2 separate regions of the Ovis aries genome follow, and region 1 is linked to region 2. A link is a contact called in public Hi-C data. All regions are on one chromosome and are shown on one strand. The core of a region is the stretch at or near the end of the contact, and the rest is flanking DNA. Distances in the headings are between cores, read along the strand shown.

Evidence for each region. Hi-C and Micro-C count contacts between places; a contact is called where the count stands out from the background.
Region 1: a contact with region 2 is called in a Hi-C map of liver, with 2.0 times the contacts expected there. The contact joins the promoter of DPF3 here to the enhancer-like site in region 2. A contact is called at or near these places in 2 of 16 Hi-C or Micro-C datasets (liver and muscle).

Annotation. Positions count from the first base shown.
Region 1 is chr7:82,488,169-82,492,291 of ARS-UI_Ramb_v3.0, forward strand. It overlaps DPF3 (double PHD fingers 3), which reads right to left and starts at 2,479. Exons shown (of 11, transcript XM_012181974.4): 1 at 2,435-2,479. The coding sequence starts at 2,466.
Region 2 is chr7:82,341,235-82,345,493 of ARS-UI_Ramb_v3.0, forward strand. The region is part of intron 3 of DPF3 (double PHD fingers 3); the gene reads right to left. Among named protein-coding and RNA genes, the nearest start is that of DPF3, 150 kb to the right of the region's middle. Within about 2 kb of position 1,312, at least 6 of the 54 cell types and tissues checked have an H3K27ac peak or open chromatin away from gene starts, as enhancers often do. A contact at or near this core is called in liver and muscle, where this site is marked.

The DNA.
Region 1 (4,123 bases), core at 1,229-3,728, 150 kb after region 2:
AAAGGAATCTGGATGCAAAAAATGAGCGGCTAATTATAAATGACCATTCAACTGCCACCTAGAAAAAGCCGACTGGAGTGTCGTGTGTATGCTAGTGTGTGTGTGTGTGTGTGTGTGTGTGTGTGTGTGTGTCGACACGGAATTACAAATACATCACATTGCAACTGTTTCTAATTTACAAAGTACAAGTGTAATAATTCAGAACTAATTCCAATAACCAGCCCGCGACTCTGTCCCTTTCCGCACTTCTAACCCCACCCCACATATACACCCTCCCCGCAAAACGCATCCTTCAGCGGTCCAAAATAAACAGAAACAAAAAACTGGAGCGGGCAGGAATGAGTACAGAGATATTGCGCCCGCCCGCGCGTAAGCGGGTTCCACGGTAACGAGGGTACCGCTTTCCCAACAGGAAACAAACCTGGCGCACAGGCGAAATAGATTTCTCTAACTTGAGTTTACCAGGAGGCATCAGCCCCGCTATGCGTTTTCGGCTGGAAATGTGAAAACTGCAAATCAGCTGTGGGCTCGGTTAAAAACTCACAGCATCAGCGATGTGGCTAGCGAGAGCGACGAAGAGAGGGGATGCCGCGAAGTTACGCCCATTTATTCTGCCATAAAACATTTGTTTTCTTGGGTGAAACACTGTGGCGTTCAAGTGCAGTGTGTCGGAGCTTCCGAGCGAGAACTGAAGCCGGGAGCTGCTCTCTAATCAGCCCCAGCTTCCAACGTCCTCTTAGCAGCGTTCGTGTGTGTGTGCGCGTGTGTGTGTGTGTGTGTGTGTGTGTGTGTGTGTGTGTGTGTATGTAAAACTCCAAAATCTGGGACATTCCTACCCTTTTCCCCTATTACCGATAGGAAATAGCTGGTGCAAACACTTCCCATTTTCTCGGCGCTTTCCTTGGCGTTAAGACCCACCCCCCCCCCCCACCCCCGCTGCCCTCCTCCCACCCCGCGTGCGAACCTGGCTTTCAACTCCTAGGGGAGCCGCGGGTGCGGACGCGGAGGCGCTGAGTTGAAAGAACCAGAGTGGGCATCAGCCACGCACCGTAGAGAATCCGGCACGAAACGCCCCCCCCCCGCCCCCGACACACACACCCGCACCTCCCTCTCTCCTCTCGCCCGCGGCTTCCAGCCCAGCTGCGAAGTCCTAATCCCAGGCGCACAAACCCCCCACCCAGCCACCCACCCACGTCGCGCCGCGATCCGAGGGAGCGCCCCTCTGCCAACATCACTGCCAGTAGCACCCCTGTTAGAGCGATGCTAGTTTCCGAACCACCCCCGGCTCCGCGATCGCGAGCGGACTTGGCGGCTTAACAGTTCCACCGACTGGAAGGAAGGAAGGAAGGAAGCCAGGATAAAAAGGAGTGGGGGAGGAAGGCGGGCAGGAATTGGCTGTGGGACCCGGGGCTGGCCCCTGCGTGTCCTCGCCCAGCCCGCCCCCCTCCGTCCCGGATCTGGGCGTCCGCTCAAAGTCTCCCGGCGGCGGCCAGAGGCACCTGCCCCTCGCTCTGGCCGTGAGCAGACGCTGCCGGCTCGGGCGGCGAGCTCCCCAGTAAGCTGCCTCTCGCTCGCCTTGGCTATTTACCCGCAGGAGCCGATAACACCATTTATGAGACCTGCAGCTCTTCCCTGTCTCCAAATCAACCCCAAGTTAACCCGAGTCGTTCATTTACTACAGCCCATTCCCGGACAAACACACCCGTAGACACACCGGCGACCGCCCGAAGCGCCGTCACGTTCCCGGGGGCTGCCCCGGCAGGAAAGCCCCGGGCAACCACCTGGGCCCCAGGGCTCCCGGGACCCGCTGCTCCCCCCTGCGGTGCTCCCAACTCCGGAAGGTTTGCACAAACTCCCCGCAAGCGATCGGAAGGCAGAGAGCGCCCTGCAAACTCCAGAGCTGCCGCGGTCCGGTCGCCCCGGAGGACCTAGCAGCCGGGCGGGGGGCCGCGGGCTCCGGAGGCGCGGGGCTCAGCCAAGTGCGCCCAAGGCGGCCCCAGAGTCCAGCGCTAGCCCCCAGCAGGGCCGGCCCCGCCACCCCCGCGCCGCGCGCCGCGCTCCCCGCCCCGCGAAGCCGGGGAGACTCAGGGGACCGTGCTGTCCCCGAGCTGCCCACGATCCCCTAGCTGTAGAGCTCGCGAGCGCCTGGCTCCCCTACCGACAACCCCTCTCTTCTCGGTCCGCCAATTTAAAAGAACACAAATGTAACAATTTTCTCCTTGTTAATTGCATCTCCTGACATTTCTGCGCGCTGGGGTTTAGGAAAAAAAAAAAAAAAAGATGAAGAAGTAAGAGCTGAAAGAAAAGAGAGAAGCCCCGCCACGGCTGTAGGTGCCTGTAAGCGCTGTGCATTGGCAGCGCTCCGCACGCAGAAGGCGCCTTTTTTTTCATATTGAAACCACGCGGAATATGTACATTTTTTAGTCTTACTTACGCTTTCAGGGGGTTGTGAATGACAGTCGCCATTTTGCTACAATGTAACAGAATATTGTCTGTCTCAGAGTTCTAAAGGTTCGCTCAGGGGAAGCGGAGAGCCAATCAGAGTACGGGATACCGGCCCGCCGGCCAATCGGCGCGGCTGGTCGCCAAGTGGGTGGAGCCTGCACGGTGGTAGTTATTAGGGGAGCTGTCAAAGCCCAGAGGTCACTCCCTTTTGTAGAGCCCGAGAGCAAGCAGGTCTTAAAGGGGCAGTACCGCGCGAGCAGCTCCTTTTCGGATTGGGGAAAGTGGAGACGCACGGAGAAGTATCTTAGTTTGATTTGAATCCCTACTTTCTAAATAACTGCAGAGAGTTGCGCTCCTGGACGAAAATATTTAAGTACTGGATAGAAACATTTAAGTATTGCCAACAAACCGCTGAACTCCATTCATTAGCTTTTGGCTTTGCTGTTACGTTCCTAAATCCCCCAAACGGCAAATCCCCTTGTTCCCATGCAAAAGTTGAAAGGCTGCCGTTTCGTCTAACACGTGTCCTGTCGTTTGCTAATCCTCTGAGTCTTGCGGCTGTTTTATATTCTCCTTCCCGAAGTGTTGTCTTTATCTCGGGCACCTTCCCTTCTTGGCTTCTTGAAATGCCGCCGCCGTTCCTGGAGACTCCAGGACAGCAGCTCCCCTCCCCCTGGAATGTCTTGATGTCAAGCTCGCTCCCTGGGCTTTCGTTACGTAATGCGAGGTGGTCACTCTGACGGATCCCGACTACCCCCTCTTCTCTTCTCACACACACCAGAAACTTCTGAAATGGTCAGATTCCAGCTGACTTGGGAGCTAACTGGGCCCTGGCACCTTGACCTTTAGGCTTAGGGAAGAGGAGATTTAAAGGAACTTTGCAAACTTTTTGCTCCCAGGAAAGCGAGTAACCAGCCAAAAGTTGTGGAACCTAGGCTGGATGTTGCCAGGGTCTCTTTCGGGGAGTAGCACACCCGATTCTGGAGTCACCTTAAGCTGATTAGATAGAAGGTGAAAAGACTTTGCTAATGAATAATCCGATGTGACCCGAGGCGTTCAGAGAGTCTCTGTCTGCTTCAAGCCAGTGCGAACTACTCACTGGTGAACCCCCGACAAAATCAGAAGACTTCTGCGAAGCCAAGCTTCCACTGGGCAGCCTGGAAGCTCTGGGGGGATGAAATCGCACTAAAGCATGAATAGCGGCCTCGTTAGCATACAGAAATCTGGCTCCCGTCCCAAAGTTGTTTAATCGGGTCAAATAGCTAAAATAGTGGGGGAGGGGTGAAAAAAGGGGAGAGGAGATGCCAAATTGCCAGGTTTTCAAAACTGTGCCCTCTCACTTCCTTTCTCAAAGCTGCTCTCAAAGCAATGGATACAATAAATAAAAATTGTTTTATGTTCCAGAATTTTCAGAGTTCAATTCCACACACTATTAAAGTTACAGATAAACAGAAGAGGACTGAATCAATATGTTTGTAAGGCTTGACATTTTTAACCCCTTCTTTCTGCCAAGTTAATAGCAGAGTCAAGTTCTATAGATTGCTGTGTAACTTTTTTTTTTTGAAGTACAGTTGATTTACAGTGTTGTGTTCATTGCTGCTGCACGGCAAAGTGGTTCAGTTATACATACGCATTTTTTTAATATCCTTTTCCATTATGGTTTATCATAGGATATTGA
Region 2 (4,259 bases), core at 62-2,561:
GGCCGAGGGTGGGACTCGCCGGGGATGCATCCAGAAGATTTGGAGATCATAGCAGAACTACATGGACGAGCTCGTGCTCTACTCTTTCACTTGACAAGTAATTACTGAGCATTTACTGTGTACCAGGCTCTGTTCTAGGTGCTGAGGACACAGCTATGAACAAGAGACAGAAATTCTTGCCCTCGTAGAAGTTATATTCTAGTGGCATCGAAACAAGACAGAAAATAAACAAGCAAGACCCATAGAATGGCAGATAGCAATCATCGTTTTGGAGATAAACAAAGAGGGGGTGGGGGGGCCAGCGATAGGGGAATCTGGAACATCAGGAGTGATGGGAGGGTGGATCCACATTTAAACGTGGTCTGGAAAGCACTAACCTGAAGGAGCAGGGAGGGGGCCATACTGCTTATCGCGAAAGGATGTTCTAGGCAAAGGAGCTAGCACAAAAAGGCTCTGAAGCTGGGGTCTGTCTGCCCAGAGCACAGTGAGCCAGGGGGAGAGCAAGAGCCCAGTTCAGAGAGTGCTGGGGCCTTGAAGGGCTGTGTAGGCCTCTGCAAGAATGCTTACTCCCTTGGACTGCAAGGGGATCAAACCAATCAATCCTAAAGGAAATCAACCCTGAATATTCACTGGAAGGACTGACGCTGAAGTGCCAGTACTTTGGCCACCTGATGCGAAGAGCCGACTCATTGGAAAAGACTCTGATGCTAGGAAAGATTGAGGGCAGGAAGAGAAGGGGACGACAGAGGATGAGACGGTTGGATGACATCACTGAGTCAATGGACATGAGTTTGAGCAACTCCAGGAGAGAGTGAAAGACAGGGAAGCCTGGCGTGCTGCAGTCCATGGCATCACAAAGAGTCAGACAGGACTGAGCAACTGAACAACAACAGCTTCTGAAGACACGGGCAGTTTCAAGCTAAGGGTGACAATACGATGTATATATCTCAATCGGATCATTCTGAAATTAACTGAAGGTGAAAGTGAGGGGACCACCAATGAGCCAGTGCTTAGGAAAGGGCCCCGTCCTCATGATGCCTACGTCTTGGTGGCTAGATACATCCAGAGGGCAGTCCCCTGGCCCCTGAGCAGGGAACATCCCCACACAGTGAATCAGGATAGAGCCCAGGTGTGGAGAATGGGTGCCCAGTGCCAAGGGACAAAGGAATGAAGCTACACCAGGGCAAGTTCACAGAGGAGTGGTTCTTAGAGAAGGCAGATCGGCCTAGCCCAAGGGCAGGAGAAAAGACCCAGCAGGCAGGCCCAGCCTAGCACCATGGGATGACAGGTGTTTGTGAAACAGAGAGGAAGCCTTCCAAGTTTATCTCTGCGCTCCCCACAGCAGATGCCAGAGGACCGAGTCCTGGGACACAGGGGTGAACTTGGGCAAGCTGTGGTTCTGGGAAAGGCAGATCCCATAGCCAGATGCCAGGTCTTCTCAGGACAGAAGGTGCTAGCTTTGGGCTTTTAAAGACTGTAAGGCAGAATGTGTTCCCATTCTGGCCACATGGCATACACTCTGCCAGCTGGGTGGTGAGCTGCCTGCAGTGAGCACACACTGGGGATAGGAACAGCATCAGCTGAGGTCCCCTCAGCCCACCCAGCAGTGCTACGTGGGGGTGGCATCAGCGGTGCCTCTTCACATCTGCCAAGCCCTCCAGCCCCACGTTCCAGCGGGACTCTCAGAAAAATCCCAGCAAACAAGCAGAGCAGCTGCCACAATACACATTTCACAGATGGAGAATCAAGGCCAGGGTGGTTAGGTGACAGCTCAAAATCACACAGCCAGGGGTGGAAGGGTCAGGACTTGAACCCAGGTCTTGTGATTCCTTTTGGACGCCTTTTCTCCTGCAGAGCACAGTTGTTCGACATACTGAAGGCCCCTCTGTGAGCTCAAACCAAAGACAGGAAAGATGGTAAAGCCAGGACAGAACCCCCCCCCAAGACTGGCCTGGGCAGTGGATGGGAAGGCCAGGTTAGCTCCAAAGGCTCCCCTTTGCCTGCTCAAGCTCCCTCCTCTGTGCAAGGGCCACAGTGAGAACTAAGCCACATTCTTCAAGCTCGAGATCAGAGACCAGGAGGCCCTTTTCTTTCCTTCATCCTTTTCATAAATCTTTGCTGTCCACCTACTATGTGCCAAGTCGGGTACAGGGTGTTGGGGATATAGTTGAAGTACTGCATGGGCCTCTGAACTCAAACTGTGCACCTTCCAGGAGGGAGAGATACAAGTGCACAGGCCCTGGTATAACAGGGCGACAGTCTCACAAGCTATGTTCTAAACGTGGCTCCGCCAAGCCCAGCTGCAAAATCCAGTCGTGCAGTCCCTGCAGCCACAATGCACACAGCCCGGCCGACTCCCAGCGGCTGCCCAATTCCTGGACCAGCCCCGGCTCCCATAGCCCTACAGGACAGTGCCAGAATCCCAGGCCCCTTCCCCCAGACCCGGCGCCTGTCCCCAGACTACCAGGAGGGCACGAAGCCGGGGGTGGAGGGGCCTGCCCACCTCTCTCCGGCTCACGAGGCCAACAAGAGCTGAAGAAGCTGCTGTTGCCGGCCTCCAGAATGGATGGCTGCAGCTCTTGACACTGCAGGAAAGAGATAAATGACTGGTCATTTCCCCCGATGCACTTGAAGGCATCCATTCTCTCGGCCGTACCACGCTCAGGCAACCCCCCGCGCGGGGACAGATAAGCACTGACAGATGGGGTGGGGAGCCCAGCGTCCTTCCCCGCCACCCCCCCGCGGAAGGACACAGCCGGACTCCTCTGCAGACCGGCAGAAGGTCACGTTGTCCGTTGGCTCACACCTGGCTGGGGGCTCTACGGGTCCCTTCCCCTGCGTGCCCCCATCTCGCACACCACACCCCCCCACCCTCCACCGGCTCATCCCTGCGAGGAGGAGAGACGGAAGCGGGGGTGGGGTGGGGGGCCAGAGGGAGCCAGCTGACAGGCTCATCAATCTCAGGCTACATGCTTGGCACATCGGCGTTCCGTAAGTTGTTCTGGGGCTGGGAGGGTGCCGGAGGAGTCGGAGGGACTGTCTCGAGGAGAAGAGAAATCGAGCCGAACATCAGAGAGCAAATGGTGGAAGAAGCCGGGAGACTATTAAAATGTGGGCCATGTACAAAAGCAGTAGGGAACTAATTAAGATGCAGGATTTTCAAAAGCTGGGGAAGTTGGCCGCGGCCCGCTCCCATCTGTAGAGTTCTGGCAGTTCGGTGCGGCAGGGACAGCACCCTAGGCAGGCGAAGTAGGCCGCTCCATCACTGCCCCCGCAGGCCAGACTCGGGCCTGGACTGCCTCCTTAGGAGGCACCCCCCCCCCCCCAAGGGTCCCTGAGACTTGCTTGGTGGCCGGCTATGGCACACTCTACTTTGGGCCTTACCTTCAACTACCATCCCCCAAGGGTTTCTGCCCAACCATTCATGTTCCCTCAATAACATGTGGGGGAGGTGGTGATTATCCTGGTCAATCATGCCCAGTCATTGAACAGCAGCCAAAAAAAAAAAAAAACCCAAGAGAAAGAACCAGAACCCTGTTCCTGGCTGCCTTCCTTCCCATCACCCTTGGAATCTGAAAGAGATATGCTGGTCCCCAAGGGTCCTGGAGCAGAAGGAGACTGGCAAGGCCTCAGGTACATTCCAGGAGCCCTACTGAGACCCCAGGATGGATGTGCGTGTTGAGTCCTGGAGCAACATGCTGCCAGTTCCAACAGGTTCCCCCACAGGTTCCTTTCCTTGGCTTCACCACAGACGCCCCTTGGGAAATTCACTGCCTAATTCCATGCCACAGTGTCCCAACCTCTAAAACAAAGCCTGTCCTACCACAAGGACCTAAAGGTCTGGAACGAGAAGATGCTAAACTGATCTAAGCAAACTATCTGAGCATTTAACCCAGAAGGACACAAGCTTGCTCCCAGCCCTTTTTCCTTATTCAAAAAAAAAAAAAAAAAAAAGGTGAAGTTAAAGGCTCTTTCTCAATCAGCTGGCTTTCGCCCAACATCTGCCCCACTCTTCAGGGCCTTCTGATGGATATTTACTATCCACCATTCTCTCTTGCCAGCTCGGCTTCCCCTTCACAAAGACAGAGCTCCATTCCTGGGGGCAATGGTCCAGGGAAGGCCCCTCCCCGGCACCAGGCCCCTGCCCATCTTCACATTGCCTGAACTGTGATGGCTGCACCATGAAACACCTTGCATTTGCCCCTGCAGCCAAATGCAAGATGCAGAGAACACTGAACTCCATTGTCAGTCAGCAGAGA